Linked DNA regions of Mus musculus: region 1 is linked to region 2. A link is a contact called in public HiChIP or PLAC-seq data. All regions are on one chromosome and are shown on one strand. Each heading gives the region's core, a stretch centred on a gene start, on an enhancer-like site or on the middle of the called end of the contact. The rest is flanking DNA. Distances are from core to core; before and after follow the strand shown.

The links. HiChIP or PLAC-seq counts read pairs in DNA pulled down with a chosen protein or histone mark.
Region 1: an H3K27ac HiChIP or PLAC-seq map of large pre-B cells shows a contact between it and region 2, with 3 times the contacts expected there. The contact joins two enhancer-like sites. A contact is called at or near these places in 1 of 484 Hi-C or Micro-C datasets (bone marrow-derived macrophages), 2 of 115 datasets of contacts at active chromatin or transcription factors (embryonic stem cells and large pre-B cells) and 1 of 9 other capture datasets (embryonic stem cells).

What each region holds. Positions count from the first base shown.
Region 1 is chr9:61,664,281-61,668,686 of GRCm38.p6, reverse strand. No RefSeq gene overlaps it. Among named protein-coding and RNA genes, the nearest start is that of Gm34770, 5.1 kb to the right of the region's middle. Within about 2 kb of position 2,401, at least 93 of the 459 cell types and tissues checked have an H3K27ac peak or open chromatin away from gene starts, as enhancers often do.
Region 2 is chr9:61,165,898-61,170,561 of GRCm38.p6, reverse strand. No RefSeq gene overlaps it. Among named protein-coding and RNA genes, the nearest start is that of I730028E13Rik, 30 kb to the right of the region's middle. Within about 2 kb of position 1,466, at least 49 of the 459 cell types and tissues checked have an H3K27ac peak or open chromatin away from gene starts, as enhancers often do.

The DNA.
Region 1 (4,406 bases), core at 1,152-3,651, 500 kb before region 2:
AGTTTTGTCCAAGTGGCCCTAGCAAAGCTCATCAGATACAAGAGAATGAATGTGTCCTGGACCTCAAAAGCTTTCCCATGAGCCAAGCAGGGTGTCAGGCTGGCTCAGCCACAGAGAGCCCTGAAGAGCTCAATGTAGGGAAGGCTTCGTGGTCACAGGCTCTCTAAGAAGGAGTCCCACCTGGGTCACAATGACACAGCATCACCCAGACAAGAGCCTCCCTGGTTTCAAATGACCTCTGCAAGCCCATTTGACTCACAATCACCCTCTTTCTCATTCTCTGAAGTGTCATCCTTTGACCCCAACTGAAAAAAAAAAAAAAAACCAATCCCTTATTTCCCACTCATTAAGAACACAGGTCTGGGCAGAAGCTAACACTGTAGTACACATTAGCCAACTAGATGACAAAATCTATTTCTTTCCTCAGAAATTCTTTATCCCTTCTCCTAAACTCATGATTTAACCCCTTACCAAAGACTTACATTAACTAGCTGTAACTTCAGCTCCAGGGAATCCAATACCTTCTTCTCTCCACAGGCACCTACACACACACACACACACACACACACGTATAGATACACACATGTAGTAAAAAAAAAAAACTTAACACATAATAAGGTAATGCTTTTATTGCATGTGATGAGTTTTGTTAGGGCCACTTGGACAAAAATAACCATAAAAAGCACAATGTCTTTAGTCCTGGATGCCTGGGGCGATGATCTTGGACATAATTGAGAGGTCATTGTTTTGAGCTAAGCTTCTGGGTCGGGTGCTAACAGTGACAAATGGAATAACAATAAAAAGACTTCACCTAGCTTCCCATTCTTGTGGGTTTCTTGTAGAATTTTTCATGAAATTTGTGAGTGAAGATGCTGTACCTTAAATAAGACAAATTCCAACCCCCACTCTCTGCTTCCCTGACCTTGAACTGTACAGTTAGCTCTTTTAAAGAGCTTCGTGTTTCTCATTTGCATACCTGGAGCTAAGCTAGCTCACTGTGGTGGCTCACTCATTCAACCATTTTGCTTTTGCTTTTGTTTTTAAAGTGCCTGCAGTCTTAGCCAGCACCATGCTGCTGTGGTATTGAGGGAACTTGCCTGGGCACGCAGGGGCTTTCTCATATAGCCACAGAAGGACATCTTTGCTGGTCATGGTTGGAGGGCAGCAGGGGAAGGCCAGATTGTGAACATTTTCCAGCTTTAAAAATGGCTCTGGACAAAGCATAAGCCTGGGCATAGCTAGATTAAAGCTAGGCTTGATTGGCCTGCGGCCATTCTCCTCCTCTTGAGAGAGGGGTTAGTGACTCTTTGGAGCTGAGGTCTAACATCCCACCACTTTGAGAAGGAGGTTCTTTCAATGTCCACTTGACTCAGCCTTGATTCTGGAGGTTCTTCCTGAATGCTCCTTCAAAGGCCTATCTTCCCTCCACAGCTTGCTGTTCCTCTTGCTTATATGGAGCTGGGTGTCTCAGATCTCAGGCTGGATTCAAGAACATCCTCAACCCGCTTTCCTGAGGGCAAAGTATGAGCTCAACAGCCTTTGGCAGCACCCATGACAGGTGCATCACAGACCAGCCAAAGACACCGCAATCCTACAGGCAAAGGAACTAGGACAGGGTCCCTCCCTTTCTAGGCTGGGGACTGGTAGAGTGCCTGAGGAGTGAGCCTGAAGATCTGAGTTCTGTCTCCAGCTGAGTGTTGTGGCATGTGCATGCAAAACTAGTGCAGAGGAGGCAGAGGCAGGGGGATTCCTTGGGCTGGCTGGCCAGCTGGTCTAGCTGAATCAGTGAGCTTCAGGTTCCAATGAGGCCCTGGTTCATTATTAACAGCAAATAAAAACAAGTTGGACGTCTTCTGAGCAACAACACTTGATACTTTAGGTTGACTCCTGATCTTTAGATATATATACACACAGAGACACATACATACAAAGAGACATACACACACATACACACACAGACATACACACAGACACACACAGACACGTACACACAGACACACTCACAGACACATATACACTCAGAGACACACACAGAGACATACACACACAGAGACACATACACAGAGACACACACACACTCACAGACACACACAGACACACACACACACACACACACACACACAGTCTGGACTGGAGGCTCCCAGACTCAAGCTCTCATGGAATCAATCTAATGAGCCCCATGAACACAGATGTCTGAGCCTTCCTTCATTTTCCCCACCTTGCAGCTGGCCTACAGCTTTGCAGTGTGAGCAAACTCCTCAGCTGACTCTGATGCGGGAGCTTGGAGCAAGGCTCTGACGCTCAGTGGTTATCAGAGGGAGAAGGAAGCCCTGAGTCTTCCTGGGCTGGCCTGGCTGTGGTGGGACAGAGAATGCTAGTGGTGGGGACTGATATCTCTTCTGCGAGGACGTGGCAGGATGTGGTTGACCTTAGCGTCCTGTGCAATAGGGAGCCAGGGGACTCAGGGAGAGACTTGGCAGCAGGCTCAGCCAGCATGCTTCTGAGTGCTCGATGGGAAATGAGAGGTGAGCAGAGCTCTGCCTTACCTCCCTTATGAGCCTTAAACTGACACTTTACTTCTTGAAGTCTTGGTGCATCAAGGAGTAAGAAAGAGACATTTGCAAGTATGCCAAGAGGAACTTATGAAGTTGCATGTACAAATAGCCATCTCCCTTATGGAGAAGGGCTTCTTTCAGTGGAGTGATAGTCCCTGCCAAAACATCCAAAGGTCAAGAGGTAGAGTCCTGCCTCAAGGTCGGGCATAGCCAACGACTTAGTCCTCCTGGAGTTGGCATGGCCGAAGCTTGCTCAGTTTGCCAACAGTGGGGCTTCCTGGACTCCTTTCTTAGAAAGGCTGAAGGCTTTGGAAAGAGAAGTGTCCTGGCATAAGGTGGCATGGGACAGCCCACTTGAATTTTATCACCATGCTGCTCTCCTTGTTTGTTTCAAGATGCTCAAAGGAAGGAAGCAGGGGCTGTGGAAGACCTCTCATCAGACACAATACTCTTCCTTGGATTTATTTTTCTCTGAGTTTATCAATCAATTGGGAAACCATCTCTGTTACCTATTGTGTAGAGAGCCCTGTGCTATGTGTGGGAAAACGAGAGGTTGGAAATAAGCCACTGGTTGGTCCCTAGTAGAGAGATGCTCAACAGGCCAGTTGGGAAGATAACGTGTGCATGAGAAGTGAGGGGTGGGGAGATAATGGTGATGCTGCTGATGATGCTGATAATGCTGATGGTGCTGATAGTTACAGGAACAGTAAATAGGAAGAATGAAAATGATGGTCCTGATATTCTCCCACATGCGTGCATGCGGCTACCCAGTCCACAGAGCATGCTTGTCACCAGTATCTTACTTGATGTTCAAAAGTTTAAAAAAAAGGAGGGGGTAGGGTGTTGGGGAGATGGCTTAGCCCGCCATTAAAACCAGGCATGATGGTGAGCACCTGTAATCCCAGAGCTGGGGACGCAGAGACAGCAAGATCCTTAGGAATCACTGTCCTCCTTGCAGAACTGGTAAGCCTCAGTTTCAGGGGAAATCATGTCTCAAAAAACAAGATGGAGAGCGGTAGAGGAAGACACGTCTGATGTCAACCTACATGTGCATGCACACACATGTACTTGGGCTTTCATATCATGAGCATACACACACACACACACACACACACACACACACACACACACACACTTTTTAAAAAAAAAAAACAACTGAGTCGTAATTGTACTGAAGGCCAATCTATCTCTGAGATGAAGAACGAAACGGCTGAGTTGGTCTGGGCTGCTTCCTATTGCCTTAAGGGTGCCATCCCTGAGAGATGATCTCTAAATCCTCTTTACACAAAACCTGGCATCAGAGCATCACAAGAGCAGACGCCTTGTGGAAAATGAGTGTTTCTAGGCCTCCAGGGCTCATGGCTCTGGTGACCTGACAAGCAATGAGTGGATTTAGACAGGAGTGTGCTTGGAAGAGAGAGGTGGAGCTGGGGGTGAAGGCAGCTCCTGGCAGGAAGAGACCTGTGGTCAAGAACTGGGATGAGTGTCCAAGGTGTGTCAGGAAGGAGCCAGACCCAAGTCTGATGGGAAGAGGTATCAAGAAGACTGCCTGCCTGTGCGTCAGAAGAGACAGGCCGAAGACAGTTTCTTCCCAGTGGCTACTGTACATCTCTTCCTTGTGTTACAGGAGAAAGGCCACCAGTTTCCCCCTGATACCCTTGTCCTTTCCAACCACAGGTCCATTCATACCGAAATCGAGGAGTAACCAAACTTAAAAGAGGTCTGCAATCAGAGCCCAGAGGCAGAACCCGTCCCTTGGACTTTTCTGAACCCGTCCCTGAAACTTCACAGGGCTGTTGAAAGCAGAAGCGCATCAGGATAACAGCAGCTCTGACTCACAAGGGTCACATC
Region 2 (4,664 bases), core at 217-2,716:
CCCACTATCTGGAGAAATAGAACTTGTTCCTGTGCATTTATTCTAAAACCATTTTCTAAGGAAATTTCTCATAGATTTTTTTTTCCTAGCTTTTTCCTAGTACTTTGCCAAAGGCCTTTCCCATAATGCTGACTTGCATTCTTGTTAGTAAGCCCTGCCGGCCACCCTGCGCTGTAACACAGGATGCCCTCAAGACCTGGGCTGGTTGTGCTCAGAACCATGGGCAGCTCCTGGTGGCCGAGAGCAGCTCTGTCTTAGTGTGGCTCAGACTCCATGACCCTCCCCCCACCCCCCTAGAAGCAGGCAGTGTATTAAGTCACCACGGCCTGTACCTCCCTGAGCCAATAAAGATGCAGTTCTTGGATGAGTAGCAGGTATCTTTGGCTAGAGAAGCAGTGGGATAGGGAAAGGCAGGTCTTGGCTTTGGGGGCTGCCTTTGTTGCCAACAGACTCAACCCATCCTGGTAGACTCAGGTTTAGAAGTTGGAAGTGACCACAGGTGGCCTTGAAGTGAACTCTCCTTGTCATCACTGGAAACATTCTGGAACCTCGGGAGAAGATACCGGCACATGTAAGTGGCATACGTATGGAAAAGTCTTACATCTGATCTAGGGTCGTAAGCCCCTGCTTCCACATGGTGAGTTTCCCCCGCTGCTCAGCCTTGAGTGTGGGTCCCTCTGATCTGCAGAATGGCCTGTATCTCAGTGTCTATTTTTATCTATAAAAATAGTTGTTTCAAGCTGAGACCTTGGATGAAGATGTGGGGAACATGTGCATCAAATTTGCAGATGACTCCAAGCTGGAGGAGCTGACAGATTTAGAGTCTGGGATGATCTCGACAGTGGAGAATGTTGGGTCAAAAGCAAGCAGATGAAACTCAGCATCAATAAATCTAATGTCTCGAACACGGTTTCCAAAACGAAATTGCACAAGGGCAGTGTGAGGGAGACCTGGCTTGCCTACAGCTCTCATAAAGATCAAGAGGTTCTAAAGTCTGCCTCAAGTTCAACATGAGCCAGCTGAGTGATAGGGCAGGCTCAGGAGGGAAAAGGAACCTAACCAAACACCCTAATAAATGCTTATTATTCATTAACCCTTGGTGATGTAGGGAGGGAAGGATGGCACGGTTGACCTCCATGTTAGGCCCAGAGTAGGGGGCGGACAACAAAATGAGTGGTACTTACTGAGAACTTCCCATGCACCAAGAAGCGCCTTAGTTCACACCATCATCACTTATGAGGACATGGGCCAAGGCACAGGGTACAATGACAGCCCCCAAAGCCACTGCCCTATGGGTGCCTCGTGGGTGGTGGACCCATGCTCTGGACCTCCTTGCTGTCTGTCCGTTAGACACCTTGTCTGCTTTCTCTTCCTCATTTTACAGATGTGGTGACCAGACCGGACGTGTGAAGACTACGCGTCTGCAGTCACAGGGGGTGAACTGCAGACTCAGGCTCTCGTGGGAGCCTCTCATCTGTGCCTCCCTGTCCTATCTCCTGGCCAAAAGCCAATGCCACAGGGTAGCCAGGTGCTAACCCATAAGACTAAGACTCAGGGTTCTAAGGCATTTCCTGTGGCTCTGCTCAGGGGAGTTTCATCCACTTTGCTTCTTCAGATGTGAGAGTGCATGGGATTAGCGCTTTTCCTGTCAGAGGAAGTCTCACCTGGAGCACTTAACTGAACCTTAATGGGGCACTCCTACGAGAGAGCCATGAGACCCTCTGCGAGGGATCTCCTTATGTTCGTCAACATTTAAAATCGTTACCCATTTAAACTATGGAAGCCCATTTTTTAGCCCCCCTCCACTCTTGCATCTTCCTAACTTGCTACAGTAAACTAAGTTTTCAATTTAAGAAATCATCAGTTGAGTGCCTATATATGAACATGTGTACATATATGTGCATGTATGTATATATGCCAGCATCCTGGAGGTTTTGAGTGAGCAATTTTTCAGAGAAACTTCACAGAAACTCCACTATTATCATTTCATCATGAGGGAATTAGTTTTAAAGGGTGTCCAACTGGACCCATTTGCCCAGAACTGAGTAGTCTCTGGGGACACAGGTCTTACCACTGTAAAAAGCCAAAACCAAAGCCCAAAACATCTCCCTGCTCCCCACAAAAAACCCCAAACCCAACAAGATGGTTTGGGGCTGAGGAGCCAACTTAGTCAGTAAGTGTTTGCTATGCGAGCATGAGAACATTAGTCCAATCTCCTGTGGGCCATAAGCACACATCCATCTACGGTCCTTGCACAGACAAGCAGATAGAGCCCTTGAGCCTGCTGGGCAGCCTGCCTGGCCTACTTGATTAATTCCAGGCCAGCAAAAGATCCTGACTCAAAAAACAAGGTGTATGGCATCTGAGAAATGACACCCAAGGATGTCATACCCTACACACACACACACACACACACACACACACACACACACACACACACACACACACAGGTTTAAGTCTAGGCAAACTGGGACAGGGTAGTCACCTTAGGCTTAGAGAAGTTAATTACACAGGAAATAGCTTTAAAACCAGTTCCCCTGATACTAAGTCAATACAGATACAGAATATAAAATAAAGTCACTAGGCCTGGAGACCCTCCTGCTTTTATTTCTGTATTTTCAGTTCTAGGTCAGGAGACCAAGTTCCCAAATGAATGGAGAAGAATGTCTTCTCCCTGGGGTTGTCCTGAACCTGCTGGTTTCAGATAGCTAGAACGGTGCTCAGGCATCCGGGACAAGTTTGTTCCCACCGTCTCTCCCTCTCACGCTGCATGGAGAGCAAGCTGTGTCTCTGAGACCAGGAACGATGGGCACAGGGTGGGAGCATGACAAGCCACTCAGCTGTCGAACGGGAAACAGATTTGCAAGTCATAGTTTGAGATGGACATTGGCCAGCTAGGCTGTGCTAGCCTATCAAGGGAACATGACCATGGAGGCAGGAACCCAAGAATAAATGGAGACAGTGGTTTTCCAAAGTTGTGAGAAAGAACATACGCTACTGTGAGGCTGCAGAGACCCAAAACTAGGGGCAGAGAGACAGGGTGACCAGGTGCAGGGGATCCTGTAAGGTCCCGGATAGTGAGGGAGAGACTGGCTAGGCAGACCTCAGCTCCTTTCCCATCCTGGGACCCTCTAGAAGATGTTGGCTCCCTTCCCCACAACTGTAAATATTTGTACATTCCCAAGTTATAAAGTGAGCTCTTGGCTTACAAGGGTCACGATGATAGGCCTGTTCAGGAAACAGTTTGTTCAGTGTTTCTTTAGGCCGATTTTCTGAGACTCCTTGTCATCTATGTTTGGAGTGGACACAAGACGCCCCCCCCTCTCTCTCTCTCTCTGTGTGTGTGTGTGTGTGTGTGTAAGGAGGACTGTTGAGGGAAAAGAGACACAAATAGTCTTTAAGAAAGCAGAAGCCAGGCAGGCAAGGACACTTCCCCTCCATGGCCTGAGATGTCAGAGAAGAGTTCTGTCTCCCCCATCTCCACCCCCCAAGGAGGAGGTCCAGCTGGAGGGTCTTCGGTTTTCTGTCCTGGGGCTTTCTGAGGTGAAGGGGAGGGGAACTGGAAGGAATCTCCTGCTCCCTGCAGGAAAGCGACAGCCCTTAGTTCAGCTAGTTCTCTACCTAGGGGTGGGGAAGACGAGGAGATCCTAGTGGTGAGTGATGTGGGGGAACCCCAGGACCTGCTATAGGGTAGAGTGGGAAGATGACACAGTGTAGAGTGGAAAGTGGGAGAGGACACCATTTTCCCTGAGGGTAACAGTATGCTTTATTTTACTTAATATTATTTTCTATGTTTAATATGTGTGGGGGGGATGTTACATACAAGTGCAGGAGGTCACAAGGCACCAGGTTCCCCTTGGAGCGGGAGGTATGTGAGATGGGTGCTGAGAACTCAACTCAGATCCTCTGGAAGACAGCCATCTCTGCAAGCTCTGCAGAATGCTACTGGCTAAGTGCATCTTGTTTCTTCCATTCTAGCTTCTCATCCATCTGTGACCCCTCCTTCCTCCTCTCTAGTGAGTGCCTTCTGTACTCAGTGGTATGTCCTTTCCCACACTCTGTTTCCTTGGGCCAGAATGCTTTGTCCCTGCACTCTCTAGTTCCATTATCTGAAGACAAATATTACCTCACAGGGCTCTGGTAAGTTTTAGACACTGAATTGGTATGGGGCCCTTGGTACAAGACCAGGGTTTCTGTTGTGATTCTATGAGGAGAGCCAACTTCTATTCGTCCTTGGGGATTCTGAGTCACCTCCATGAAGCCTGCCTTGTCCTCCTCAAAGCTTCTGTTTTTTTCTCTTGGTTTCCTCTCTACCTGTAGGACCGAGTGACAATTGTTTCAGGATGTTTTGTTGAAGTTAGCAGCCTGCATGGTGTTCAGTTAGCATCTGACTAGATTTGTGACCTCCTCAGTTCTGTCCTTGGATGCCACCCCAGTGTCTGGCACCTGGCACAAGCTGAGGGGAGTGAGGGTTTCCTCAGAGTTGCTGTCTGGCCATCTCAGGGGTCAGCCTGAAGCTCTGACTGGGGTGGGGTTTTCTCTACCTCCAGAGCTCCACTGCTGGCCTAGGAGAGGTGATCCAGTTGGTGAGGGCTGGTCATGCACACATGAGTACCTGAGTTCAGATCCTCAGCATCCACATAACAAGCAGCCATGATGGCATG